7 separate regions of the Mus musculus genome follow, and regions 1, 2, 4, 5, 6 and 7 are each linked to region 3. Evidence: chromatin contacts called from public HiChIP or PLAC-seq and promoter capture Hi-C data. All regions are on one chromosome and are shown on one strand. The core of a region is the stretch at or near the end of the contact, and the rest is flanking DNA. Distances in the headings are between cores, read along the strand shown.

Region 1 (3,826 bases), core at 1,245-3,744, 910 kb before region 3:
AGGGCCAAGGAGAATGAGAGAGGGATGTAAAATGCTTAGTGTCAAGCACAAAGTCAATGCTTGGCAGAAGCAACCAACCCTTTCAGAACAGTGAGCACGATGCTGTGGAGTACGCTGCAGACAGACAAAGGAAGAGACCCAGAGGCATGCTGCAGCACTTGGAAGAAAGCCAACCCCTCTACACTCAGGCTGCCGTCCTGGTGAGACTGGTTTCCTCAGAGAAAGCTCAGAGAAGCGCACGGCTCTCCATTCAGAAGACTACAACGGTCCCTCCGTCCCTCTGGTCCTTCCAAACCATCTGCCACCTTCACAAAAACAGCTATCTTCTGGACCACATTACTTTGGAGTTTAACATTCTTCGGGGACTCCCCACTCCCTGGATAATAATGTCTAACTCCTTAGGAAAAGCACAAAAAGCCCTTGGACCACATTCCACTGACTTCTCTAGGAAGTAACCCCCCATCCTTCGTTACCTAACCCCATCTAATGATCCCCCATTTGTAATCCTTTGCTCCTTAACTACCCACCAAACCATCCAGTGGTGTCCCATCCCTCTAAGCCCCTCCCTCTGTCTGAGTGCCCTTCTCTGTTGACTTCTCTAGCAAAATCCTATGCTACCTGCAGGCTTCCTTCCCCCCCCCCCCCCCCATCCAGGCAGAGGTACCACCACGCAGTCACAATCCTTCTATCACTGAGAACTCCTTTAGTCAACTGATTCAGAGTCTCTAGTACCAGCCAGCTATCACGCAGGGCACCGTGAATATAAAAATAATAAATAACAGACTGTCTTGCCGTCATCCCTCCCCCTCCCCCCAACTAGCCTGGGAGCTTACTGGGGACAAGGGCAATCTTATTCATCTTTGTATTCCAAACACAATGCCGTGCATGTAACAGGAGCTCAATAAAATTCCTGTTGGGAAAAAAAAACAAATGAAGCATTCACCAGACTATACACTCCCTTATGCCCGAGTACTTCACGTACCAAAAGTACACCGGGTACAAGGTGCTTTGCCAATGGCCCATCAGTGCCTGTGACGTGATATATAGCCTACCTCCTTCATTTGACTGGAAGCTCCCTGAAGGCAGGGGCTGTGGCCTGTCTCCTTTCCTTCCTCTAGATCTCCCCCTGGCGCTTAATACAGAGCTCGGCTCACTGGGGATGGTCAATACTGTTGGCTAAGGCAGAATTCAAGGGTGACACTGCAAAGAGGCTTCCCAGTGAACGGTCTTGAAGGAGGACTCGAGAGCTTTTTACCTGAGCCATGCTGACTTCTCACTTAACGAACCCAAAAAGTTCAGAAGTTCTCTGTCCCAGTTTTCCTTAAGACACTGGTTGTCTGAAGAACCGTCACCAAATCACAGTAACGGCTCCTCCCCGTTCTTTCAGTTCCTTTGCCATATTGAACTGTCTTCTCAAAGAACTCGGTGTCCTCCAAAAGGAAAACAGGTGTCCCAAGAATCCGCAGTCTCTCTCTGACTTCTGCCTCTTGTCGGAAGAAACGAGAGTCTACCAGTCTTGGTTTCCAAGTTGAATTCTCTTGGTGAAGCTCTAGGTCTGTTCCAGAAACCTGAAACCAGAAAGGGAGATGAGGCCCTTAGGTGTAACATCTTCAGGCCAAACAACGATCGAAGCTCCCTCAACTTATTTTGCTGGGCGTTCTGAAGCTCAAAAGGAGGACATGAGTCGAGAGCTTTCTTTCTAGGTCAGTAGAAGAAACTGGCCTCCTGGGCCGAAAGAGCAGCCAACGGGAGCAAAAGTAAGTTGGGCCTCCTATAGAGAGGATCTGCCAAGAGAGTAAGAGCTGGGATTTGCCATCTTAGGAACGGAAGAAGGGGGCGGAGGCCCTTTGGGGCTTTTGTGCGGAGTGGGCCGGCCTGCAAAGCTGGCACTCCACAGACGAGGGCAGAACTGTGTTGGAAGGAAGCTCGGGAGGCCTCCGCCGAGCGCCGGGGTGGCTGGCAGTGCCCGCACGTGAGCGTCGCTCGGAGTCCGCCCGAAGGTTCGTAAATTCGCCGCCGCGGAGGCGGAGGGCGGGCGTGTGTGCGCGCGCTCTGCAGGCAGCCGCAGCGCGCAGCCCCGGGAGCGCCGAGCCGCGCGCGACCTGCGTGCTCGCGCCCGCGCTTCCCCCCCCCTTCCCGGGCAAGGCCCCCTCTCCCGGCGGGGCGGTGGGGGGCGGGGCGGCGGCGGCCCTCCCCTCGCGCCCCCTCCCTCCGCCGCGCGCCCCTCCTCCGCCGCGCTCCCCTCCCCCCTCGCGCGCGGCGCCCCACGGCCTGCGAGCTGCTGTCCGCCCGCTCGCCCGCCCGCTCGACGCTGCCTCCCCGCGGCGCGCGCCTACCTGCCTGGCGCGGCCTCCCGCCGTCTCCTCCGCCGCGCGGCGCCCCCTCCAGGCCCCAGGCACCCCGTGCCAAGCCCGCGGCCGCCGCTCCCCGCGTCGGGACCGAGGCAAGTTTACAAACACCAACCCGGGGCCCGTTTCCCCGGAAGCACTTCTCCGTCCCCCTCCCCCTCTTTGCCAAGCGGCCACATCCACTTCCGGGCTCCGGAGCCGGGACAGGAGGGGGGGCCCTCCGAAAAGGGGTGAGGCTGGGGACGCGCGGAGAGCTGCAGCTGGCGAGCGGGAGGGGGACGGCCCGGAGGACCGGAGGAGGGTGGTGCGAAGGGCGGCGCCTGCGCCGTGGCGCGCGAGCGCCCCGGCCGCCATCTTCACTGAGGGCAGCTCCCAGGCTCGCCTGGAACCTTTAGGGAACCTTTAGGTACTGAGTGTTCTTTGAGAAGGTTCGCTAGGTGCGCTGGTTGATTCTTGCAGAATCTCCGTCTCTCTCCTGACGCCCCAGGTAGAAGCCGGGACAGTTCGTACCTCTGATCTTTTTTTTAAAGCTTGGTGAGGTCTGTTTTTCCGGTGCCTGCTGCTGTGGGGTGCAGACCTGCAGACTGAGGTCAGCTGGGAGGAGAGTTGAGCCGTTGCGCAGTCCTGCGGTACACACTAAACCACAATCTGCATGTGAGTCTCAGTGAGTTCCCTCAATAGCCAAGGCAAACGTGCTCCGGCCCCGCAGTCTTGACCTAGCCAAACTAGGCTTCCTTTCAAGAAAAGGCCTTTTTTCCCTTCAGTGGACTAGTCTTGTTGGAGATTTGGAAGTGCGTGTTGTCCTCTGGGCCAGGCCCCCTTTGGAAATTTGAGCCTATCCTCGAATACTAGCGCCCCACTTGTAGCATTAGAGAGGAGTTCTGCTAAAAGATAGGACTATTCTAAGTGCACACTTGGCAGAAGGAAACGTGAATTCCACTTAAGTCCCAGTTTCTATTCTAACTGCTGTCTGGTGAGTTTAAGTGACAGTAAGACACTATCCAAAAAGCATATGGATTCCTAACCACAGTCCTGTACCTTTTACACCACTAAAGTAAGTTCCATTTCCCTTAGGGTCATTCTGAAACTGACATAAAATGGAGAGACATGTCACCAGGAATGTTTTTAAAACAAATGTAGGGACCTGAAGAGATGACCCAGCTGTTAAGAGTGCTTGCTGGGAAACTAGGACCAGAGTTTGGATTCTGTTTTCCAGGTTAACAAGCCTGCTCTGACAAAGGTGGAGACTGGAGAATCCCCTGGACTTGCTGGATTCCACCTTAACTGAGAAAATTAGAGCCCCAGGTTGGGGAAGAGACCTTGCTTCTAAAGGAATAAGCAGTCCAGGTGTGTACAGGCTCTTGAACTTGCATGGACAGAGTCACATCAGAAACAATCATACAGTTTTAAACATTAGCTTAAGCAAGGGAGTGTAGCCGGGTGTTGTTGGCACACACCTTTAATCCCAGCACTTGGGA
Region 2 (3,831 bases), core at 7-2,506, 740 kb after region 3:
AGAGGCATGTTTATCATGACAATTTAGTTCTAGCCTTACCTTTCTGTTTGGTAAAATAAGTGACATTTACCTTTAGAATTTTTTTTTTTTTAAGATGGGAGGCAGAGGCAGGCAGATCTTTTGACTTCAAGGCCAGTCTGGTGACCTAAGGACCCTAGTGGTATACAGAGTTCCAAGACAGCCCAGGCGACAAAAAGAACCCTGTCTCAACAAACGAGCAAACAATGACTAGAGATGCTAGGTAGACCTGGCTGTTATGGAAATTGCTATGTAGTCTAGACTGTTCTTGAACTTGTGGAGATCCTTCTGCCTCAGCCTACTGAGTGCTAGGTTTTTAGGAACACACAATGCCCTTTTAGGAAGGGATTACAACCCTGTCTTGAGGACTTCTGCAATACTGTTCATAGCATACAGGTATTTTGCCCGTGCTTAATTTTAAAAATGGCCGTAATTAATCCTCAGGAGCAAGGTGGAGGAGGTATGATTTCACCTCCTGCTCCAGGGTCTTCATTATCTAGCCCTGGCTCACCTGGAAATCAGATCTGCCTGCCTCTGTCTCTGGAGTGCTGGGATCAAAGGCATGAACCACTATGCCTGGCTATGGTTGTTCTTGATTTACAGTTTAGTAAATTCAATCTCTTGGAGAATACTCTTAAGTTATCATACTATAAATAAAGATGCCAGCTCTGACTTTGCTCTGCAGATTTTTCCCCAACACTCATTCATCATTGCCTAAAACAAACAAAAACAAAACATCAAAGAACCAACCAAACAGAAACAAAACAACAAGCAAGGTGTAGTGTGCACGCTTTTGATCCTAGCACTCAGGCTGGGGGTGTGGATCTCTCAGTTCTGGGTCAGCTAAAGTTACCTAAAGACCCCGTCTGAACATCAACAAAAACCCCAATAGTTTTCCCTGTTTCCTGCGCGAATGCCTTAGGGAGAAGGGTGAAGATAAGGGAAGGCAAATGGGGAGAGTTTAGGACTGGACACACGGGAACGAAAGTCCCTCCGGGAATGGGAGCGGGAAGCGGAAAGATAGAACCGCAGTTCTGCTCTACTGTCAGGACCGAGAGCCTGCGACCCGGGTTCACGCCTAAGCACTGAGCCCGCCCACTACTCCGGGGGCGGAAGCCTTCGCGTCGATAGCCTATCACCGCTGCGAAGACAGAACCAGTCTCTTCTTCATTGGTAGATGGATGGTGACGTTGCGCCATGGCCGTAGCGGACGTCCTGATTGGTTGGCGCTGGGGGCGGGTTTGCGCTTCGAGTCTGCGCCGAACTTTCGCTGTCCACGCTTCCAGGCGGTCGTGGTGGCTAAGGAGGGTGTGGGGACGGCTCGGAGGAACCCTGGGTTTGTGCTGAGAGCGGAGTGGGGGGGCGGGGAGAAGAATCGGTGACCGGAAGTTATCTGGTTGACCGGAAGCGAGGCCTGAGGGAAAGTGCGGATGCCCGGAGGGAGGAGCTTTCCACCTAGGGGGGCGGAGGGGACGCTCGGAGCGCCCGGTGTCCTGCGCGTCTCCGCTTTGAGGCTGAGCGGAGGACGCCGAGCGACCGACCGGTGGGCTTCAGAGAGCCCGAGTCCGGCTGAGCTCCGGCGGGACCTGGTGCCTCACGATCCCGAGAGCCGAACGGGAGGGATTCCTGTCACCGGGGCTCCCGAGGAGTAGCCAGGGTGCAGCCCGTAGGTCAGGCTTGGGGCGCTGCGCGAGGAGCTGGGTTTGTAGCTGACTTCCACTGTGCTGTCTGCCGGGTAGAGTTACGCTCCGCGCCTTTGTACAGGAGCCGGCGCCTGTTGGGGCAAGGAAGGAGCCGGGATGGCCTGGGCTCTGAAGCTGCCGCTAGCCGACGAAGTGATCGAGTCGGGGCTTGTGCAGGACTTTGATGCTAGCCTGTCCGGCATTGGCCAGGAACTGGGTGCTGGTGCTTATAGTATGAGGTGAGTGAGATGCCTCCCAGACCTTACCTTCTTAATAACAAAGGCAGGATCTTGAAAGGTGGGAGGGCGGCTGTACAGTTTAAGAGAACAGCCTGCAGCTTGGTGGGCAGATTACCCCCCCCCTTACACCTCCCTACCTCCCCCATCCTCTGGTTTGAGTAGTAGTGGTATGGGAGGACAGGAAAGACTCTAGAGTCAACTCTGTAGGGCCCTTGCATCCAGATGGTGTAGGAGACTTGGACACTGACTGTATGCTTGGGTATGTCTGGATTCACGTGAAGAAGGGGCAGTTGAGGGATATCTAAAGAAGTCCGGCAGCTGGGAACTGAGGTTCAAGGTTGACGACTTGTTGGGAAGAGATGGGATACCTTGGACAAGAAGTCCACAGACAGCTGTCTCTTACAACAGACTTGTTTTAAGGTTTTCTTCCAGGGTTCCTGTCTTTGGAAACTTGAGCTGAGAATGTCTAAAAAGTGACAAAGAGGCGCACGCCTTTGATCCCAGCACTCGGGAGGCAGAGGCAGGCGGATTTCTGAGTTCGAGGCCAGCCTGGTCTACAGAGTGAGTTCCAGGACAGCCAGGACTACACAGAGAAACCCTGTCTTGAAAAAACAACAACAACAAAAAAAACCCCAACAACAACAACAAAAAGACAAAAGAAAGACGAGAGTACTAGTGCACAACTGAAATACCAGCACCCAGCACTCAGCAAGAGGGGGATTAGGAGCTCAAGACCATGTTTGGCTACATAGTAAAAAATGGCACCGATAACTTTTTGATGTTCCTAAGCACCTATGCATCAGGCAGAAATATCCTTTTGTTAGGGAAGATGGGTGGGAAACACTGCCCCCCACTGCTGGGAGTTTTCTTCCTCTCAGGAATCACAGCTTAGGGAAAGCTGGAATTTTTTTTATTATTTATTTATTTTTTTGAGACAGGGTTTCTCTATGTAGCCCAGGTTGGCCTGGAACTCAGAGATCTGCCTGCCTCCGCCTCCCAAGCGCTGAGATCAAAGGTGTGAATCACCACAGCCCAGCCTAAAGCTGGATTTTTGACTGTGCCACAGAGAAAGAATTCAGGATAAGTTACTGTGAAGCAGAGTTGGAGTTTATTTAAAGGTCTTCAACAACCATGGGGTCTAAGGCAAAATGAGGTGTGCGCAGGAAAGAAAGGCACACCAGGGAGTGGGGTTCAGGCTTCTCAAAGGGATCATCGCTGTCTTTACAGTAACTATATTTAGTGTTTTTGAAGGCGCCTGAAGTTGTACTTGACAGAATTTTTAAGAAACCTTATAACAGGCCTTGGATCATGCATGGGATTCCTCTTAGGTCCCAAAAGTTTCAGAAATTAAAATGTTTTTTAACTGTCAACAAAAATTTAGCCTTGTTTTGGCGATTGGCAGAAAATACCTGAGAAAGTGGGACGACTATGTTTGAAGGTGACATGGGCTTGGGTTCTAACGTGGATCATTGCCATTTTAGCTTTCTTCTCTAGATAAAGGAATTTTATTTCTTTGTTGATAGTCTTCAGATAAAATATAGTTACTTGTGTTGGAATTTTCCCCTTCCATTTATGTGTGTGTGTGTGTGTGTGTGTGTGCACACCTGCGCCCCATGGCATTTGTGGAGGTCAAGGGGCAGCGTTCAGGAATTGATTTTTGTCCTTCCACTGTGTGGATTCTAGGATGGAACTCAGACTCTCACAGTCTTGGTGGCAAGGACCTTGAATCATCAACTAATTGATTCTTTAGCCACACTCCTTTTTCCTTCCCATTTTCCTATAAGTTTTATTGTCTTTCTCTCCTGTTGTAATTTCCCCTTTGAGACTTTTTTAAAATTATTTTTAAGATTATTTATTTATTATAAATAAGTACACTGTAGCTGTTCTCAGAT
Region 3 (3,921 bases), core at 1,034-3,533:
GGAAGTTTGATGAAGAAACTGTTGCCTCCCCCTCTCTCAGCTCTTAGTCCTGTGTGAGCAGACAAGATGATGCTGGAGACGCAGCCTTTCCTGCCACCACACATCTCCAAAGCCACAGGGACTTGGGTTTGGATCCTCCCCATCTGTGTCTACTCCAGCAATCCTCTGGGCCCCTCCCCAGTTCCTCAGGATCACGCCTGGAAAGCCGGGCCCAGCTGGTGGGGAGCTGCTAGCTGCTGCCTGGCATCTGGAGACTGTTCTAGAAGCAAACGCTGTCTGACATGGTCATTGAGGAAGCAGGGACAAGAGTGGACAGTGACCGTGAGCCTTAGGGTTGCGGTCCCTGACTCAGCCTGTGCCTGGATCGGTTCTCTGATGGGGATAGGAGGCCATGTTTTCTACCAGAACCTCAGACTGCCGGGAAAGCAGAAGGAAGAGTGAACCCAGGAGACCGAGCTTGGGCTCGAGAGCCTACAGTTCGGCTCCCGATCTGCTGCGCTCCGAAGTGTGTCACCTGTTTGTCTCTTTGAGCTTCACCTTTTCTCAAAGTTTCTCTCGGCATACCTGATTGTCAGTGAGGGGGTTCAAGGGAATCTAGATGCCCTCCGCCCCACTGAGGAGAGATGGGGGAAGGCACAGGGTGGGAGACTGCAGAATGTGGGGAGGAGCCGGTGCCCAAGACCAGAAAGTGAAGGAGGACAGTTCCCTGGGCCCTGCCCACCCCCCTCCATACCAGCACACACACACACACTCACACACACTCACTCACACTCACACACACATACACACACTGCCCTGCCCTGGCAGTGCACTCCCCGGCTGTGGAGGAGACATCTCAGATGTGAACTCTGTCACTCTTGAGGCTAACATGGCACGGCTGCCCAGAATTGGTGCCAAACCCTTAGGTGCTAAGCAAGGATCACACATCGTCAGCTTCACAGCAGATTACCTCCACCTACCCACACCCTCAGCCCCTCACCAGGCCATCATCACGGGCATCCTGCACCACCGTATTCCTGGCGGTAACTTGAAAGTAGGAGCCTTGAGAGTCGCCAAGAGACGGCCACTCACAGACGTCCCCAGTAGCCCCTACACACAGCTGAATATCAATGGGATGGTAAAGGCACCCCCCACCCCCATTTCATGGTTCAGCCTGAGGTGGCCTTGGACTGGAGTTACTTTGTCCTTTGGGCCACCCAGACCCTTCTCTCCAGATGGTTCCTGTCCTTAGAGAGCTAGAGGCGGGAGACCCAGACGCAGCCCCCACAGCTGGGAGTACTCAGCCTTCTCCTTCCTCCGCATATGCTCCTGCACGAAACCTTGCTGTCCCCACCCCCAACACAGCACACAAAGCTTCTGGCTGAGCTACACGTGAGCGGGGAGCCAGGAGAGGAGTCTTTGGCACATCTCTCTGTCCCCACTGTTCACCCAACCAGGGGTACCTCTAATGGGAGTGAAGAATCTCTCTCCTCTACCTTCACCTCCGGTGGGCCCCAGCCTGCCCACTCCCTCCCTGGACAGAAGCTTTGGGAAGGAGACAGCAGCAAGCTGAGAGCTCAGGCTGGGTTGTATTAGCCTCTAGAACAGAGGGTCCTGCTGAGTCCAGCAGACCACAAGTTAACCTGGGCAGATGCAGAACACGGGGAAACATAGGTACACAAAGAGCTCCCATTCACAGAACTCTCCGGCCTCCCTCCTTTAGCATAAGGGACACGAAGGCTGTCTGTGCCTCAGAGGCACAGGGACCTCCAGCTCTACCCTGGCCTTGAGCAGCTGTCTGTACCCAGTGATGTCCACCTAATGAGAACAGAGACCATCACTGTGCCCACCCCACGCAGCCCCAACCCCAGACTCCCTGTGTCTCAAGGCTCTCACCTGTGCGGGAAATAAGAGCTTGTGGGTTGGACCTTCCGCTGTGCCTCACAGAAATGAACTCTGGATGGCGTGGCACAGAACAGGCTGAATCTCAAGAGCAGCTGACACCTAGGAGTCGTCATCCCCTCCACAGGCACCAGGCTCAGCCTCGGGGGTTGAATGCCTTTCTCGGGCCAGCAGGGCTATCAGGCCCTGAGCGCGGAGGAGGAGTCCACCACCCAGGAACAGGATCCCACAGAGCACCAAAAGTGACAGGACGCCCAGCACGACTGCCTGCACCATGCGTGGCCCCTCTGGGGGTCCGAGTGGCAGCCCGGACTGGTTGCAGCAGCTCAGCCAGGCAGCCTTGGCTGCAGCTCCCACCTGTGAGCCGTTCATGCTCCCACCAGCTGCCCAGATGTGCACACTACCCTTGAGAGTTGAGGCTGTGTCAGAAGTCTCTAAGGGGCGGGCCTCCCAGGGCCCTACCGCCCACTCTACCCAAGTGCGTGCAGAGCAGCGCTCAGGCCCCTCCTAGACAGACTCCTCCAGAGTGGCCTCGAGGTCCTTCTCTGACAGGCTGGATCCTTAGGCCCAGCCTATCTGTTCTCCAAACCTATGTCCATCATTCAAAATTGCCAGGTAAGCCTAAAAGGCCCGTTTCCACGACTTTCCTCCATAGAAAAAGGCCAAGATTCTGCATCCTCGGGGCTTTCAGAGCATCTACGATTCTTGTTTGTTTGTTTTCGAGACAGGGTTTCTCAGTGTAGCCCTGGCGGTCCTGGAACTCACTCTGTAGACCAGGCTGGTCTCGAACTCAGAAATCCACCTGCCTCTGCCTCGCCTCTGCCCCTCTGCCCCTCTGCCCCTCTGCCCCTCTGCCCCTGCGCCTCTGCCTCTGCCTCCCAAGTGTTGGGATTAAAGGTGGTCATCATGACTGCCCAGCTGTGTCTACAATTCTTAGACCCCATCCCAAGTGCTGACCACTCTGAGCAAAGCACGGGACAGACAGCTTTCTGTTCCTGAAACAATTCTCACACACAGGACAGTCCGAATGGTGGAAAGTCTTCCTTCAGGGCAGACAGGCAGAACACAGTACTCCAGACCCCAGGGCAGAGAGAATGGCTAGAAGTACCCAGATAGCAAGGCCTACCTCCATTCCTTCTCTCCTGTCTTCTTGTCCAAGAAGTCCTCTTTACCGAGAACACAGCAGATCTAGAGAGCAAGGAGGGGTGTAGGGACTGATGTAATTATGAACTGAAACAATTTAGGAAGGGAGCAGAGATCTGGCCCACGGTCCTACCTCATGGGAATCATAATTCTGCAGAGGGTGAACACATCACTGTCTTGGTGTCTACACAGCCACTGCCAGCTGGGTACCTGTCACACAGCCAGGGGTCAAGTCCAGTGCAATCTGCAGGCAGAGAAGCCTGCCCGGGTCTGCTGCAAGATCCTTTAGCAAATTTCAAGTTCCCATTTCAAACATAAAGCCACTCTGGAGAGACTTGGGATACAGCCCAGTTGGTAGAATGCCTGCCTAGCAACTTGTCCAACAGGAAGCTTCAGGTTTTAAATCCCAGCCCAACATAAAACAGGTCAGAATAGCACGGAATCCCAAGGTCAGACTATAGCATGAGTTTGAGGCCAGCTAGGACTACCTAGAAACTTCGGACTCAAGTAGATCACAGAGCCAGCTAGCAAGGTGGATCTGAGTTTGAGGCTAGCCTGGGCTATAAAGCAAGTCCCAGGACTGGACAATGTAGACCCTGCCTCAAAAACAAGACAAAACAAGAAAGGGTCACCTCTAACTTACACCTCAACAAAAACAAAACAAAAGATAGGACACACCTAGACCAAAGCACACCAGGGAAACTTGTGAAGACACCTTCTTCAGTGCCAAGCCAGAGCATCCGGAGGCTGAGCAGAAAACCTGACCCTGCCAGGAAAACAGCCAGAGAATGCAGGCACATCTCTAGCTGCCCTGCTCCAGGACCACGCCCAGGCCCCAGCCAGCATCAGCTTCAGTGTCCCTCCCCACAGGAGCTCACTCAGCAGTGCTCAGTCTCC
Region 4 (3,646 bases), core at 103-2,602, 730 kb before region 3:
GCTGCAGCCCCGGACTTACTTGACTCTAAAGTCATCGGCGGCAAGGCGGGCATTGTCGATCTGCAAGACGATGCGGGCATTGTCCACAGAATTCGCAAAGATCTGGGTGGATTAAAGTGGAGAGAGTCGCTTTGAGAGTTCCGGGTCACATGAGGGTGTGTGTGTGTGTGTGTGTGTGTGTGTGTGTGTGGAGAAGTGGGGGATGAGAAAACACGTCTTGTGTTTCAGTGAATCCATCCCAGTCCCAGGAACAGTCAGAGGCGTGTATTTCTGTCTTCCCTTCCCACCTGAGCCTCCTCTCCCTTCCTGGATTCCTTGCCCCTCTGCCAGGGCCTGCACTATCTGGATTGCTTACAAAAGAGCAGCTTCCAACAAGATTTCTCTGATCCTCTCCTGGCATCTTCTCCAGGTGCACCTGCTAACCCCCCCCCCCCCCCCCGTCCTGGGACGCGCCCCCCCCCCCCACTTGTCCCGCTGGCCCCTCCTACAGGTAAGCTCCTGTTTACTCCTAGATGACTCAGCCTTAGCCACATCCGCTTAACCCTCTAACTGTTCCTACTGGAAAAGAAGTGAGTGTCTGAGTTCATTTTATGATTCCCCCACACACACCTTTTTATTTTATTTTTTTTCCAATCCTGTTCTCTTCCCACTACACTGCTTGGGGGAAGCCGGCTCGCGTGTGTAACCACTACGCTTGGAATTCCTACAGGTTGTGGGTGAGAGTCCAGAGTATTCCTAACTCCGTCCCATAGAGTGTGTGTGGGGGGATGTGGTGAATGTGGAAAGAGTGGAGGGAGTCAACAGCCCACACTCTATTCAAGTTTGGGGGTGTGGGCACACTGGATAGACAGAACAGCCCGGAGCTACTGCCCCTCCCCCCTTAGGCCCCTTACCTGAGCCCTCAGGTCTTCGATGATCTTGAAGTAGTGGCCCCAGTCTCTGACGCCCTGGGGCCCCTTCTTCTCCAGATGTTCCCGGATTTTGCTCTCCAGTCTCCTGTTCTCAGTTTCCAGGCTCTTCACCTTGTCTAGGTAGCTGGCCAGGCGATCGTTCAGGTCTTGCATGGTCTCCTTCTCGGTCTGGATTCCACCCATTCCCGCCAGGCCTGCGGACCCCACAGAGCCACCCCAGACAGAGCGGGACACGGATATCCGGGACCCGGAGCCCCCAGCACCTGCATAGACGCTGGCTGCGCTGCTGGCAGGCCGGACCCGCTGGCTGGGAGTTCGCACAGAGCCCAGGGACCGGTAGTTGGTGGAGAAGGTGGTGGAGCGAGTTGTGAAGCTCATCTTGTCTGGAGAGGAGAGCGAAGCGAGAGACCAGAACAGGAGTTCCGCCGCGGAGGGTGGCAGTCCTCGACCTGTTGTTATATCGCCGCGGGAGGAGGTAGGGACCTCCCCCAGCAGGCCACGCCCCAGCCACCGGAGCCGGGGGCGCCAGGATCGGGATTCCTGTGACCTAACAGGTCGCAGCCCTTCTCCACTTCTGCACACGCCCTCAGCATACCTGCCATCCTCACCGACACAGGGAGTGGATAACTAAGGGGTGCACAAAGGATAGCAGGTGGTGTTAGCCCCTGAGTGTCTGTTTTCAGGGCAAAAAATGGCGTTTTAAATATCCGTTTATTCCGGGCGTGGTGGCGCACGCCTTTATCCCAGCACTTGGGAGGCAGAGGCAGGCGAATTTCTGAGTTCGAGGCCAGCCTGGGCTACAGAGTGAGTTCCAGGACAGCCAGGGCTACACAGAGAAACCTTATCTCGAAAACAAACAAACAAACAAACAAACAAACAAACTCCATTTACACAGACAGAAGAGGGGTTCACTAGGGTGAAGATTTTGTGGCATGTCGCCAGCTTAAGTCTGGGGGCAGTCCTAGAACCCCAGGAATCCTGGGGAAAGAAAATTGGGAGCTCAAAAAGAAGAGAAACACGAACCTGAGGGCAGGTCTCTTGGTTTTTCTGCTCCGGCCCCATGGTTCCAAGACACTGCTGTGGCTCCATAGGGAACCGTGGAAATACATATCCTCAAACGCGTGGGTACACATGTCCTCATTCAACTCATTCCCTGGAGGCTTTATCGGGGCCTTTGTGATTATGTAGAAGAGGTATCCCTATGTCTGGACACCTACCATTTACCTCCTCCTCCTCCTCCTCCTCCTCCTTCTTTTTTGAGACAGGGTCTCATGTAGCTCGGGCTGGTCTTGAACTTTCCATGTAGCTGAGGATGGCCTTCAACTCCTGATCTTCCCGTCCCACTTTTGAAGTGCTGGGATCCCAGGCATGAGACTCCATCACTTTCAGGTTACAGGGTGCTGAGGACCAAACCCAAGGCCTCATACTCCTCAGGCAGACCACTTTACCAGCTGAGAACACAGCCAACCCAAGAGCACATAGATTTAACCAGTATTTGCTAGACACCTTCTAGTAGCTATGGGAACAGCAAGGAAGAGAGAACCACTGTCCTTCCTGTAGATTATACTGTGTCTGGACAGGTTGGGGTCTGAGTCCATAGACCAGATATGTAGAAACAGCTAAGTTTGAACCAGATTGCCTGCCTCTCCATCCCCCACCTCAACCTCTGCCACCCCCTTGCATCTGTCCCCTTCTCCTGCTCCCCGGGCCTTTTCTTCGGTCCTTCCTGGTCAATTTTTATAATGCTTTCTGGCTTTCCAGCTTGTTTTCTGGGGGAAAGAGCCCCTCTGCACCCCCGCACCCCCTCCTCGCCAGCTGGATGACCACTCCTGCTGAATGAGGAGGGAGAAACCCTGAGGTTGGAATCGGTCAGCACCAGGAGCCCGTTTTTCCGGCAGGACTTGGTGTTTGCTATACCTGTGGCCATGCTCTTTGCTCTGGAGTGGACCTATTGATCCTTATCGAGCGAGCGGCCAGCTGAACTGACTGTGTGAGTGCGAGCACACAGAAAAGTAAAATCAGAAGAGCAAGGGGGAGGGGGAGGGGCTACGAAGAACCTAGGTCAGCAGATCAGACTAGAGGGAAGCAAACACAGGGCTGATGCATGCTGGGTGTGATGGATTGTTCGAAGCCTGCCTCCTTCTGGACCGGAAAACCTCAGCGACTCCGTGGGACTTGGCTGGGGAGCCTGGGTGTTGCCAGAGACAGCCAGGCAAATGGAATGCAAAATAACATACAAACAAATGCCCACTGGCTTTGCCTAAAAGCTCCTGGGGAGGGGGTGTGTTTGGAGATCCCAGGCTTTCAATTTTACAAACTCTCCCCCCCCCACCCCCCCCACCCGAGTTCCACAATTGCTCTATTTTATAGAACTATACAATGAAGTGTACCGATGGGCAACTTTTCGCTGTTTTTAAGCTTTACGTTTGTTATCCAACTTGGATACTTTGCTGGTTGGGTGACTTCAGAAAGTCACTAAACTGAACTTCCGTTTTGTTTTTCACTTCTATGGGTAGAAGAAAAAAAAAAAAGAATCGTTTGTCTATCTTCTAGGAGGCAGTGCACGGGAATGTTAATACAGCACTCACTGCTGAAGAAATAGGAGTTACTTATTGCAGAGTGAGGCCTCCGTCAGGAGGGGACGGGAAGGAAGCTTCAAGTCACCGCCAACCACTGGTGGACTTTCAGTTCTTTCAGTAATGACTAGAAGACCCTAGAATTCTTCTTTAAGCCCC
Region 5 (3,441 bases), core at 325-2,824, 820 kb after region 3:
GACATCCCAACTCACAGCGCAGCAGCGGACCCGGCACATTGCAATCTCACTGACTGTGACTAACGCAGAAGAGCAGATTCGGGCTTCTCAATGTTAGCGTTTACCTTTCATGAAGGTTGTGTATAAGGCATAGAAGCGGGGGAAATGACGCCCCAAGAAACGATGGTACGATCCGTTAATCGCTCTTGTCTTGGTCACCACGTAAGAAATCAAGTTCTTCACGTCCGCCTTCGGAGAAAGGTGAAGCTTTGAAGACCTACAACGAAGACCAAAGAGACTATCTGCGAAGGAGTAGAAGCCATTCGGTACGTAGGACCCCTCGGTAAACATACGGTTTCTGAGAGCGATTGCCAGAACTCTTCTGAAAACCCAAGCTCAGGGTTAGGGTTGGTATGAGAGGGGCAGATCATGCAGAAAGGTGTGAGCGTGGAGCGTGCGCAAAGCCTGCGGGGCCAGGAGAATGCAAGCTGAAGCCATGGAGAGATGGGAAGGGGAAGCTGAAAGATGAGCTCAGGATGTGCGGGGACAATCGGGTGGACACGGAGTACGGAGAGGGACAGGGACGGGCGTTCGGTGGGAATCCTGCATGGAAAAGCAAAACCCAGGGCCCAAGGCAGGGGATCCCGAGAGGCGGAGGCTGAGCCGCTGGAAGGGCTTCTACATCAAAAATGCTCTTCTTTCTCCAGGGCCCTCACCGAGGGGCTCGCCACGCAGGGCCAGAGCGGCCCAGCTGCAGCCTCCGGGTGACAAAGGGTCCAGGGGCGACAGTCGAACCCCACAGAGCAGCCCGAGCCCAGCACACCCTGGACAGCGCCATCTTCACAGCAGGGGAGGGAGCGCGGAGAGAGGTCGTCTCCGGGTCAGAGTGCGCCCCGCAGCACGCACGCGCCGCCCCTCCACGCCGACAGGCGGCTGCGAGCCGCCCCGCGCCCCCCGGGCGAGCCCGGGCGGGGACCCGGATTGGACGCGGCGACGCTTCCGCGCGCAGGACCGGAAGCGAGCCTCCCCGAGGGAGCGAGCGCCGGCCCAGCCTGAGGTCGCTATCGTGAGCCGAGGACGGCGTCTCCTTGAGGAACCCAGTGCCCTCGTCGGTCCCTGGGGGCTCGGGGCCGCGGGCGCTGCCCTTGACCTCTGTGGGAGCCCGGGGTCGTGGCCCCGATGGCGGCGGCGCGGGGTGGCGCTGCGCCCTCTAGTGGCGGCGGCCGGCAGGGCTCCGCCCTCCATCAATCTGGCGGCAGGTGTAGAACCCCTTTCCAACCCTCGCTTTCTGGTCCTCACGCGCCCTTGTCACGGAGTAGGTGCGCGGTGGATATTTTTTGGAGAAATGACTACTTGAAACTCGGAAGGGTTTCTAGGCGTCCAGCTGTCCGCGAGAGTCGACGGCCCTCTTGTGTCCATAGGCATTTTAACGGACGTGAAGCACGCTGAAGCCATGCGTCTGCAGTCAGGTTTAGTGTGGGGGACCTTGGACAGGTCACTTCGGTGAACTTCATGTGGGTTGTACCTGTGTTGCAGAATTCTGTGAAGATCGAAGGATGAAATGTTTGCATGTTTGCAAAAGCTCCCACGTCTGTAGAACATCTCCGTGTTTGGAGGGCTGGTGGTTTGAACAGTTGCAAAGCTGTTCTCTGCAAGAGGAGGTAGGTAGGTAGGATAGAAAATGACCAAAAGATGGGTTCTCTCGGTTCTCAGGTAGCTTCTAAGTCCCTCAACTACGGTGTCTCCGGCTCGCTAATAGAACTCCCAGGAGACACGAGCGCAGTCACAGACGGTTTTCTAACAGAAATGGAAAGGCACTGCCTGGGAGAACAAACTAAAGGGAGGGCATTTTGTGTAGTCCAGGGTGTGGGGGGGGGGGCGGGGGGGGGGAGGTCGTCCTGGGTAAAGTGCTGAGTAAGCTTAAGGACCTGAGTTCAATCCCTGACTCTAACGCCAAAAGCTGGGCACGGTGGTCTGTGCCTATGACCGCCTCCCCACCCCACCCCCAACACACCCACGTCCTGGCCTCTGTGCAGGGGAACCCGGAGCTTCTTTAGAGCTGAGACCCAGGCAGGAGGAGCCCTGGCACTTGCTAGCCAGCCAGTCTAGCCAAGTTAGCAAGTTACAGGGTTAGAGGGGACCCTGTCCAAAAAAAAAAAAAAAAGATATGTGCATATCCAACACCAGGCATGCGCAAACATGTACACAAACTACAAAAAGAAAAAATGTGATACGGATTCTACGGATTCATTTCCTCACATAGCTGCTGAGTATTTCTTCTTCCATTCCCCTTCCACTGACATACAGGTAACGAGTGTGTGTGCACACAAGCTCAGTCTCTGTCTGTCTCTCTCTGTCCAGCCCACAGTGCGTACATTTATAATCCCAGCACTGCAGTGGGGAAGGTGAGAGGTAGAAATAGGAAAATGTCCAGAATCTCGGAGGCCAGCTTGTCTGGAACGCCCTGCAGGGAAAAGAGACTGAGAAAAGACCCTTTCCCAAAGTGGCAGACAGGACAGACATCTCAGGTTGTCTTCTGACTGACGTGTGGCATTCATTATACATCCACTCGGACGAACCACACACGAATGCTCACATACATGCACAAAGATAAACATTTAAAAACAAACAGGACCGGAGCTCTTGACTCTAGCTGCATATGCATCAAAAGATGGCCTAGTCGGCCATCACTGGAAAGAGAGGCCCATTGGACACGCAAACTTTATATGCCCCAGTACAGGGGAACGCCAGGGCCATAAAAGGGGAGTGGGTGGGTAGGGGAGAGGGGGTGGGTGGCTATGGGGGACTTTTGGTATAGCATTGCAAATGTAAATGAGCGAAATACCTAATAAAAAATGGAAAAAAAAAAACAAACAGGAAATATACAGCTGCAGAGGTGGTGGCCAATGCTGAGCCGGCTGGGTTCGGGCTGGAACAATGTGTACGCACACAGATGAGTTGACCTGGAGAAGAACTGAAACTCTAGTTGTCGGAGTCAGAACAATTGAGAGGCCTTATAGACACTGGGAATCTATTCACTGATTCGAGGCTTTTAAAGTGAGAATGCCCACGGCTTTCCATAGTAAAGATGCAAGGAGATGAAGTGACAGGCATCGCCTGGGAGTTTATTAAAGAAAAATCTCTATTTCCCTATGTGGAACTGGATCTGCTTCAGTGTGTGAGCGTTTTGCTTATGCTTGTGCCTGTGTGTCAGAAGCAAGTGAGTTTCCTGGAGATGGCCCACGGTTTTTCATGGCCTGCAATGGGTGCTCTCTGAGATGCAGGGTCCTCAGAGACTTCAGCCCAGGATTGCTTCTTGCTGCTGAGATGCCTTTCCTGTCGCTGTTACATAGCCCAGTGATTCCTGGGCATCAGCCCACACTATTGATCAGGATCGATATGAACATGTGGTAATGCTGTGCAGACCCGAATTGATGATTTCATAATTCCTGATCATGATTT
Region 6 (3,546 bases), core at 925-3,424, 760 kb before region 3:
GGATCAGCCTGAGCCTGGTCTACACAAACACAGACACACACAGACACACACAGACATACACACACACACACAGACACACACACACACACACACACAGACACATACAGACACACACACACACACACACACACACACACACACACACACACACCTCAAACCACTCAAAACTAAAAATGTCCCATTTATTGGTGACTTAACACAGTTTGGAATGACCTAAGTCTGGGATATGATACTGAGCAAGCCCATCTCTGCTCACGGACACTTACAGCCTGAGGTGCACTGCACTACTTAATACAGTGAGGAACATTAGCCCCCTAGCTACTGGTGTGCATTTTAAAATGTAAAATAAATGACATTCCAAAATCATCTCTTTGTTCATGCAGCCACATTGAAAGCTGTATATGATTGGTGACTATTGAATACACAGAGGCCATTATTACAGAACGTTCCAGCACAGGTGCTGCTGGAGGCAGCAGGAAGAACAGGTTATGTGATCCAGATGAGACCTAACAAAGGAGAGAACTGAGCACTCTGCGTTGATGCCCCGTCCCCCCTGCCCTGCCCCCTGCACCAGGGTGGAAGTCAGCACCATGAACCCATGAGACAAGAACTACCACTGAGCTACACTTTCAGCCTGTCCTGGGGATTCTAAATGTTTTAAAATTAAAGTACACAAAACATTATGGCTGGAGAGATGACTCCATGGTTAGGACGGCTTGGTTTTGTAGAGGGCTTGGGTTTGGTTCACAGCACCCACATACTGGTTTACAACCATCTGTAACTCCAGTTTCAGGGGATTTGATACGCTCTTCTGACTTACATCAGGAGCCAGACACTCATGTGGTGCATAAACACACATGCAGGCAAATATTCATACACATAAAGTAAAATGAAATATACAAATGTATGTATATACAATATACACATATGTATTTTCATAAAAGAATAATAATTTGTTTTTTCACACAAGATATATTCTCACCTGATATACCTTACTTTTTTCTATGCATTTTACCAAAAAAAGTAATTAAAAAAGGATTTATTTATTTATTATATGTAAGTACACTGTAGTTGTCTTCAGACAAACCAGAAAAGGGCGTCAGATTTCATTACAGATGGTTGTGGATCACCACATGGTTGCTGGGACTTGAACTCAGGACCTCTGGAAGGGCAGTCAATGCTCTTACCCGTTGAGCCATCTCTCCAGCCCTGTATGCATGTTTATATGGAGGCCAGAGATCAATCTCAAATTTTGTTCCCTAGGAGTCAATGTTCTCTTTTTGTGTTTTTGTTTTTTTGAGACAGGGTTTCCCTGTGTAGTCCTGGCTGTCTTAGACCTCGCTCTGTAGACCAGGCTGGCCTCAAACTCACAGAGATCCGCCTGCCTTGTCTCTTGAGTACTGGGATTAAAGGCATGAGCAACCACAGCCTGACTTGCTACCCTCCTCCACTTTTTGTTTGTTTGTTTGTTTTTTCAGATTTATTTATTATATGTAAGTACACTGTAGCTGTCTTCAGACCATGTGGTTGCTGGGATTTGAACTCAGGACCTTCCGAAGAGCCGTTGGTGCTCTTAACCGCTAAGCCATCTCTCCAGCCCGCCTCCTCCACTTTTTAAAGACTTATTTTGTGTGTAGGGATATTTTGCCTGCATGTATGTATGTTCACCACATGGAGGTCAGAAGAGGGTGGCAGATCCCCTGGAAGTGGATTTATAGAAAGTTGTGGGTGCTGGGGTTAAGGCCTGGATCCTCTGCTAGAGCAAGAAGTGCTCAAAACCACCAAGCAAAGCCATCTCTCTAGCCCATTCACTTGCTTTTTGTTTTGTTTTGTTTGTTTCCTGAGACAGGGTCTGGAGCTGCCTGACTAGGCTGGGTGGCCAGGCAGCTCTTGAGATTTACTTGTCTGTCTGAAGTGCTGGGGTTACACGTGGAAGTGATGGGATTACCTCTCACTAGCCCCACTCTTGGCTGGGCGCCGCTGAGGGGCAACGAGGAACTGGAAGAGAAAACGGGCTTGTGCCCAGGTGGGAGCCACTGCCAAAATGATCGATAAGAAAGGTGCTGAACCCAAGCTGAGCTGGAGTGAGGCCGCGGGGCTGGAAGGGCGCACCTGCTTAAAGAGCAGCCTGGGCTCTGCGCCATGCTCAGTCAGTCCCGACCCAAACCGCGTGGGGAAGCCGCGTTTCTGCCTGCCCTCCCTTTGCCTCACCGCGTCCTGGGACTCTGGGTACGGGGTGCATGGTGGGCGGGTTGCCTCCCGGCTCAGCTGCGCATGCTCTGTAGTCAGAAGGTGGCGCATGGATGCCGTGATCCAAATGCCCCCCCGCGCTCCCCCCCGCGCCCCCCCCCCCCCCCCGCTGCCGCAGCTCAGCAACTCCAGGCTCCTGGTCTCATTGAGTCTATTGGAATTCGGGGCACATTTTCTGCGCCTCCTTTCTTCGCTTCCCGACAGTCCCTAGCTGGAAGGATCTTCTGATTTCCAGATAGCTCTTGGACTGGAGAGAACCTTCGAGTCTTGCGCTCCAACAACCCCACACCAATTTCCCAAGAAAAGTTCGTGGGAGCTCTTTGTTATCATAATTACCCAAAGAAGAATTAAATAATTTTGGAGTGCGTGCTCATGTAAGGGTCGGGTTTTTTTGTTTGTTTGTTTGTTTTTTGTTTTTAAATCAATCTTGTGGCACACGAATGAAAATCCCATCCTCCCACCCCCAGCATGCGCAACCAGGAGGATAGGTTCTGGGTCCTCCTTGGTAACATAGCCAGTTCAAGGCCAGCCTAGGGAGCAAGCTATCCTGTCTCAAACACAAATTCTGTTATAGTTTGACAAAGTCTGTAAGTTCGAGCCTCACAAGCTGGGGGTATGTGATAAATACAAAATCTTTATATATTTTCATTTTTACTATTAAACATTTTAAATTACATTTATCTATTTGTGTGTGTGTGTGTGTCTGTGTACATAGGCCTTGGTGCATGTATAGAGGTCAGAGGACAAACTTGAGCAGTTGGGAATCTATCCACTACGAGGGTCCCTGGAGGGAGCTTAGGTTGTCAGACTTGGGACTAGTCACCTTTGTTGAGCCATCTTGTATATGAGTATATGTGTTTATATGTGTGTGTCACATGTGTGTGTCCGTGTCCGTGTCCGTGTCCGTGTGTGTGTGTGTGTATGTGTGTGTGTGTGTCCATGGAGGACCTCAGATGCTCTGGAGCTGGAGTTACAAGCAGTTGTGAGCCACTTGAGGTGGGTGCTCGGAATCTAACTCAGGTCCTCTGGAATGTTGATACGAATGCTCTTAACTTGCGGTTTCTTGGTCCGCAGGTCAGTCAATGGTGTCTGCAAGAGAGAGAGAGAGTGGGGACTGAGGAACAAGAGACTGGAAGAATGGAGACAAGACAGGCTATCTGATCAAGTCTCAAGTCTTTTTATTGAAAGGCAACTATGGGCATATAAGCATAAGTCAGGGAGTGCAGCTGGAGACACGTAACCACAGGTCCAGGATGTGTAGGAGAAAACCAAGATGTTATCAGCGTGTGGTGGGCT
Region 7 (3,602 bases), core at 1,023-3,522, 690 kb before region 3:
GGCTAAGCAGGTGAGGTGCTCCTACCTGATGCCACTCCGAGCTGAATCTCTGGAACTCACATGGTGGAGGGGAAAGAATCAATTCCCAGAAGTTGTCCTCTGACCTCTACATGTGAGCTGTGGCAGATGTGTGCCCACACAAGTATGTCTGCACAATATAAGTGTAAAAGAATAAAAATAAAAAAAGTAAGGTGGAGAGTCATAGAGGAAGACACCTGATGTTAACTTCTGGTCTTCACACACACACACACACACACACACACACACACACAAACACACACACACATATACAATGCACATACACATTCACACACATGCACATATACAATGCACATACACATGTGCACACACATGCACACACACATACACATATACATATGCACACACATGCACACATATGTACATATACAAATGCACATACATGCACATACACACATGTACACACTACACAATGCACATATACACATGCACACACATGCAAATACATGCATCACAGAAACAAGTGCACACACACACACACATGCACAGACACTTGTACATACACACATGCATGTACACACCCACAGTCACAGCCACAGCCACCTCTGTATGGACATGTGTACATATCTACATGAGCATATACTACACACACATACTTATGTTTGTAGGTTGGTTGCATGTAGACTCAGACTTAAGATACATGGGGTTATATAAAGTATTATTTTAAACTTAATTTCTCAGTACATATTGTCCCAGGTCTGCCGTGTCAGCACTTGGGGGTTGAAGCTCCAGTGATCGAGGTGAGCCTAGGCTGAGACCCTGTCTAAAACAAGCCAGAAAGATTATAAGCTAGAAGTGGCGGCACACACCTTAATTCCAGCACTCAGGAGGCAGATGCAGGTGGATTTCTGTGAGTTGGAGACTACAGTGATTTCCAGGACAGCCAGAGATACACAGTGAGTCTCTCACAAAGTTCTACTGGTGGCTCTCATTTATGGCTTATTCTTCTGTCTGGCCAGTGTCCACCAGCATCTTTCAATGCTAAGGAGAGTGGGCAGCCACAGCCCTCGTTTTTTGTGGTCTTTCCTGGTTTCTGCCAAGGAATCTGGTTCCAGAGTGGCCACAAGTTTCAACTTTGCAGTAGAGACCTGAAATTTTATATGAAACCAGATTTCTATATTTATTTATTTAAAAATTATTTATTTTTATTTTATGTAAATTGGTGTTTTGCCTGCCTGTCTATGTGAGGTGTTGGATCTGCTGAAGCTGGACAGACAGTTGTGAGCTGCCATGTGGGGGCTGGGAATTGAACTCGGGTCTTCTGGAAGGGCAGCCAGTGCCCTCAACTCCGAGCATCTCTCCAGCCTGAAACCTGATTTTAAAATGCTAGCCACTAGTCCAAATATTTAAGGACTCCATCTTGGCCATCCTCGAATGGGTCACTAGAAACTGTTTCTGGAAATTGACTCTAAGCAGGGACACAGAGGCCAGAGGGACAAGCTTGCCTCGGTGACAGCTCTACAGGACCCTGAACAGGAACACACGGCAAAACCTGGCTCCTCTCTTTTTTTGAGAATCACTGCTGGTCTTGGGGCACAGTGCTTGGAGTGGGGTGGGTGGGTGAGGATTCAGGACACAGAAATGCAGCAGAGGGAGCCTGGGCTAGCTATTAAAAAAAAAAAAACCTCGGTGGTCTTTGTTTAGCGTTATACATAAACTGCACTAAAATGCCTTTCAGAAAGTTAAAGGTGTCACTGTCTTCAGACACACCAGAAGAGGGCATCAGATCCCATTACAGATGGCCGTGAGCCACCATGTGGTTGCTGGGAACTGAACTCCTGACCCCTGGAAGATCAGTCAGTGCTCTTAACCGCGGAGCCATCTCTCCAGCCCTATTTCTCCTTTCTTAATTCCAGAGAAAATCAGTTTTGTTCTAGGAATGCACGTTTTGGGGTTCTTAAATACTTCATTAGAGAGCCTTCTGCACAGGTTGACATCTGTATGAGAGAATCCAATGGCCAGACCTGTCTTCTGTCAAACCGATGGCTCCCAGGATGTGACCTATCTTCCAAGCTCTTGGATTTTCAACGTTTCCTCCCAGTCTGCTGCTCAGGGTGTCTAGATCCTGAAAGGCTGTGCGATGGAGGGACGTTTTTTTGAGTACACCGGAAGTACACCATCTTTCCACTAGAGGGCAGCAGAGGAGCACGGAGGAAACTGCTCTGAAACCCAGAGCCAAGCTTGCCAGCCACGTGCAGCTCCCATTCCATGAGCGAGATCGGGGCGGGTCCTGGTCACAGCCTATCATTGGCTACAGAGGCATGTTTTGTGCTAATCAGGGGAAGCTCCTATTGTTTTGGGTAGGACGTGACGTGGTGAGTGACATTTGTGTGGATTTTAGTCTCTATCCACGGGAGTCCCACACCTTGCATTGTTGTAGTGTGGGTGGGAGGTGGAGCTGAATGCCAAGAGATGTGAGATGTCCTGGGCAGCCTTGTTTGTGAAGGAAAGTGTGCACTGCGGGTTTAAATACCAGAGGAGAGGCACCAAGGGCTTGTAGCCACATTGCCTCACTTGCTAGCTGTTCCCCATCTGTCCAGCAGGAGGCAGCACCTAGCTCCTGGAGCCAAGCAACATTTTTAGAGCCTTCGGAGGCTGAGGCTGGAGGTCCATGCCTCCTAAGGCTGGCGGATGGAGAAGGAGGTAGACCAGGCTCCAGGGGGCACAAGCATGGCGGCATCAGAAGGGCACACCTGAGTTACTAGGGCTTAGTTGGCCTATGTGAGTCCCCAGATCACAGGTCCAGCTCCCTGTAGTCCTGGGGTCTCAGAGAGGACAGTTGGGGTCATGCCAGAGTGGACCTTAAATGTTTTGCTTCCCAGTTTAGTGTGTGTGACTCCGTTTTACTGAGTAGGAACACACAGGAAGCCACTAGCGTAAGGGCCTGCCTCACGTGACTGGAGACCACGTATGCAGCCATTCCTTTCTCTCTGCTGCCAAAAGCAGCCGGGCTCCTGTCAGGATCCTCGAAGGAACCACGCACTATCTGCTCTTTGCGGCTGTGTATGCCTGACCCCAAATACACTTCCAATGCCTTGCCTGTCCATTCGGTGGGCACTTGGTCTCTTAGTTCAGAGATGACCCTCTCTGTAAGTCTTATGGCCCTGGAGGCTGTGCCTGCATTTCCTGTATCTACCACAAGGCTCTCATCCCTTAACTCACACGGAGCTAGGACAGGACCTGTGTGAGGGGAGGGGTGCTTGGCAGGAGAGAGGTGGTCTTGAACACCTGCTGTCTAAATGGAAGCATCTCCTTTGCCCTCTGGAGCTACAGCCTTCCCATCCAGGGAAGCTTGGCAGGGAGTGAACTTGTATGTGCACGTGCACGTGAGCGTGCGTGCGTGTATATGTGCGTGTGTGTGCACATATGTGTGTGTACGTGTGAGTGCGCATGTGCGTTTGCAAGTACGCATGTGCGTGTGTACGTGTGCGTGTGTGTACGCATGTGTGTGTGTGAGCACGTGTGTACGTGTGCTTGAGTACCACGTGCCTTTGGGACCAGAGGCAAGCTTTTGTAGAGGTTGTATGTGCACAGGTACAGACAGGTATAGGCAGGCACATACA

What was found. Promoter capture Hi-C pulls out the DNA fragments that hold promoters and counts their contacts. HiChIP or PLAC-seq counts read pairs in DNA pulled down with a chosen protein or histone mark. Capture Hi-C pulls out chosen DNA fragments and counts their contacts.
Region 1: a promoter capture Hi-C map of liver shows a contact between it and region 3, with 2.9 times the contacts expected there. The contact joins the promoter of Zfp740 here to the promoter of Smim41 in region 3. A contact is called at or near these places in 8 of 39 promoter capture datasets (the 3T3-L1 cell line, 3T3-L1-derived adipocytes, the C10 cell line and 4 more), 2 of 115 datasets of contacts at active chromatin or transcription factors (astrocytes and large pre-B cells) and 1 of 9 other capture datasets (liver).
Region 2: a promoter capture Hi-C map of 3T3-L1-derived adipocytes shows a contact between it and region 3, with 2.6 times the contacts expected there. The contact joins the promoter of Tfcp2 here to the promoter of Smim41 in region 3. A contact is called at or near these places in 2 of 39 promoter capture datasets (3T3-L1-derived adipocytes and liver) and 1 of 115 datasets of contacts at active chromatin or transcription factors (memory CD8 T cells).
Region 4: a promoter capture Hi-C map of liver shows a contact between it and region 3, with 12 times the contacts expected there. The contact joins the promoter of Krt18 here to the promoter of Smim41 in region 3. A contact is called at or near these places in 11 of 39 promoter capture datasets (the SN4741 cell line, cranial neural crest, embryonic stem cells and 6 more), 16 of 115 datasets of contacts at active chromatin or transcription factors (astrocytes, craniofacial prominence, embryonic basal ganglia and 10 more) and 1 of 9 other capture datasets (embryonic stem cells).
Region 5: a contact with region 3 is called in a promoter capture Hi-C map of 3T3-L1-derived adipocytes, with 3 times the contacts expected there. The contact joins the promoter of 5330439K02Rik here to the promoter of Smim41 in region 3. A contact is called at or near these places in 4 of 39 promoter capture datasets (the 3T3-L1 cell line, 3T3-L1-derived adipocytes and liver), 1 of 484 Hi-C or Micro-C datasets (the G1E-ER4 cell line) and 1 of 115 datasets of contacts at active chromatin or transcription factors (microglia).
Region 6: a contact with region 3 is called in an H3K4me3 HiChIP or PLAC-seq map of embryonic basal ganglia, with 5 times the contacts expected there. The contact joins the enhancer-like site here to the promoter of Smim41 in region 3. A contact is called at or near these places in 10 of 39 promoter capture datasets (the C10 cell line, the HPC-7 cell line, cranial neural crest and 5 more), 1 of 15 datasets of contacts at CTCF or cohesin (large pre-B cells), 1 of 484 Hi-C or Micro-C datasets (embryonic stem cells), 19 of 115 datasets of contacts at active chromatin or transcription factors (acute myeloid leukemia, astrocytes, bone marrow-derived macrophages and 16 more) and 1 of 9 other capture datasets (liver).
Region 7: a contact with region 3 is called in a promoter capture Hi-C map of 3T3-L1-derived adipocytes, with 12 times the contacts expected there. The contact joins the enhancer-like site here to the promoter of Smim41 in region 3. A contact is called at or near these places in 22 of 39 promoter capture datasets (the 3T3-L1 cell line, 3T3-L1-derived adipocytes, the C10 cell line and 13 more), 4 of 15 datasets of contacts at CTCF or cohesin (the NIH/3T3 cell line and embryonic stem cells), 9 of 484 Hi-C or Micro-C datasets (the C2C12 cell line, the G1E-ER4 cell line, the N1E-115 cell line and 4 more), 25 of 115 datasets of contacts at active chromatin or transcription factors (DN3 thymocytes, the HPC-7 cell line, T-cell acute lymphoblastic leukemia and 16 more) and 3 of 9 other capture datasets (adipose tissue, liver and pancreatic islet).

The regions. Positions count from the first base shown.
Region 1 is chr15:102,202,313-102,206,138 of GRCm38.p6, reverse strand. It overlaps Zfp740 (zinc finger protein 740), which reads right to left and starts at 2,494. Exons shown (of 8, transcript NM_001289691.1): 1 at 2,337-2,494; 2 at 1,053-1,568; 3 at 834-910. It overlaps Csad (cysteine sulfinic acid decarboxylase), which reads left to right and starts at 1,087. Exons shown (of 18, transcript NM_001359126.1): 1 at 1,087-2,000; 2 at 2,879-3,002; 3 at 3,565-3,695.
Region 2 is chr15:100,549,433-100,553,263 of GRCm38.p6, reverse strand. It overlaps Tfcp2 (transcription factor CP2), which reads left to right and starts at 1,256. Exons shown (of 16, transcript NM_033476.3): 1 at 1,256-1,354; 2 at 1,783-1,939. The coding sequence starts at 1,818.
Region 3 is chr15:101,291,587-101,295,507 of GRCm38.p6, reverse strand. Smim41 (small integral membrane protein 41) reads right to left here and starts at 2,283. Exons shown (of 2, transcript NM_001369218.1): 1 at 1,876-2,283. The coding sequence starts at 2,253. The coding sequence ends at 1,984.
Region 4 is chr15:102,025,922-102,029,567 of GRCm38.p6, reverse strand. It overlaps Krt18 (keratin 18), which reads right to left and starts at 1,352. Exons shown (of 7, transcript NM_010664.2): 1 at 894-1,352; 2 at 20-102. The coding sequence starts at 1,289.
Region 5 is chr15:100,466,500-100,469,940 of GRCm38.p6, reverse strand. It overlaps 5330439K02Rik (a long non-coding RNA gene), which reads left to right and starts at 1,574. Exons shown (of 3, transcript XR_001781773.2): 1 at 1,574-1,640. It overlaps Letmd1 (LETM1 domain containing 1), which reads right to left and starts at 930. Exons shown (of 9, transcript NM_134093.3): 1 at 696-930; 2 at 105-256. The coding sequence starts at 817.
Region 6 is chr15:102,050,864-102,054,409 of GRCm38.p6, reverse strand. No RefSeq gene overlaps it. Among named protein-coding and RNA genes, the nearest start is that of Gm41405, 7.3 kb to the right of the region's middle. Within about 2 kb of position 2,174, at least 147 of the 459 cell types and tissues checked have an H3K27ac peak or open chromatin away from gene starts, as enhancers often do. A contact at or near this core is called in astrocytes, craniofacial prominence, embryonic basal ganglia and 11 more, where this site is marked.
Region 7 is chr15:101,983,086-101,986,687 of GRCm38.p6, reverse strand. It overlaps a transcript of Krt78 not described here. Among named protein-coding and RNA genes, the nearest start is that of Krt8, 19 kb to the left of the region's middle. Within about 2 kb of position 2,272, at least 318 of the 459 cell types and tissues checked have an H3K27ac peak or open chromatin away from gene starts, as enhancers often do. A contact at or near this core is called in 3T3-L1-derived adipocytes, the C2C12 cell line, DN3 thymocytes and 25 more, where this site is marked.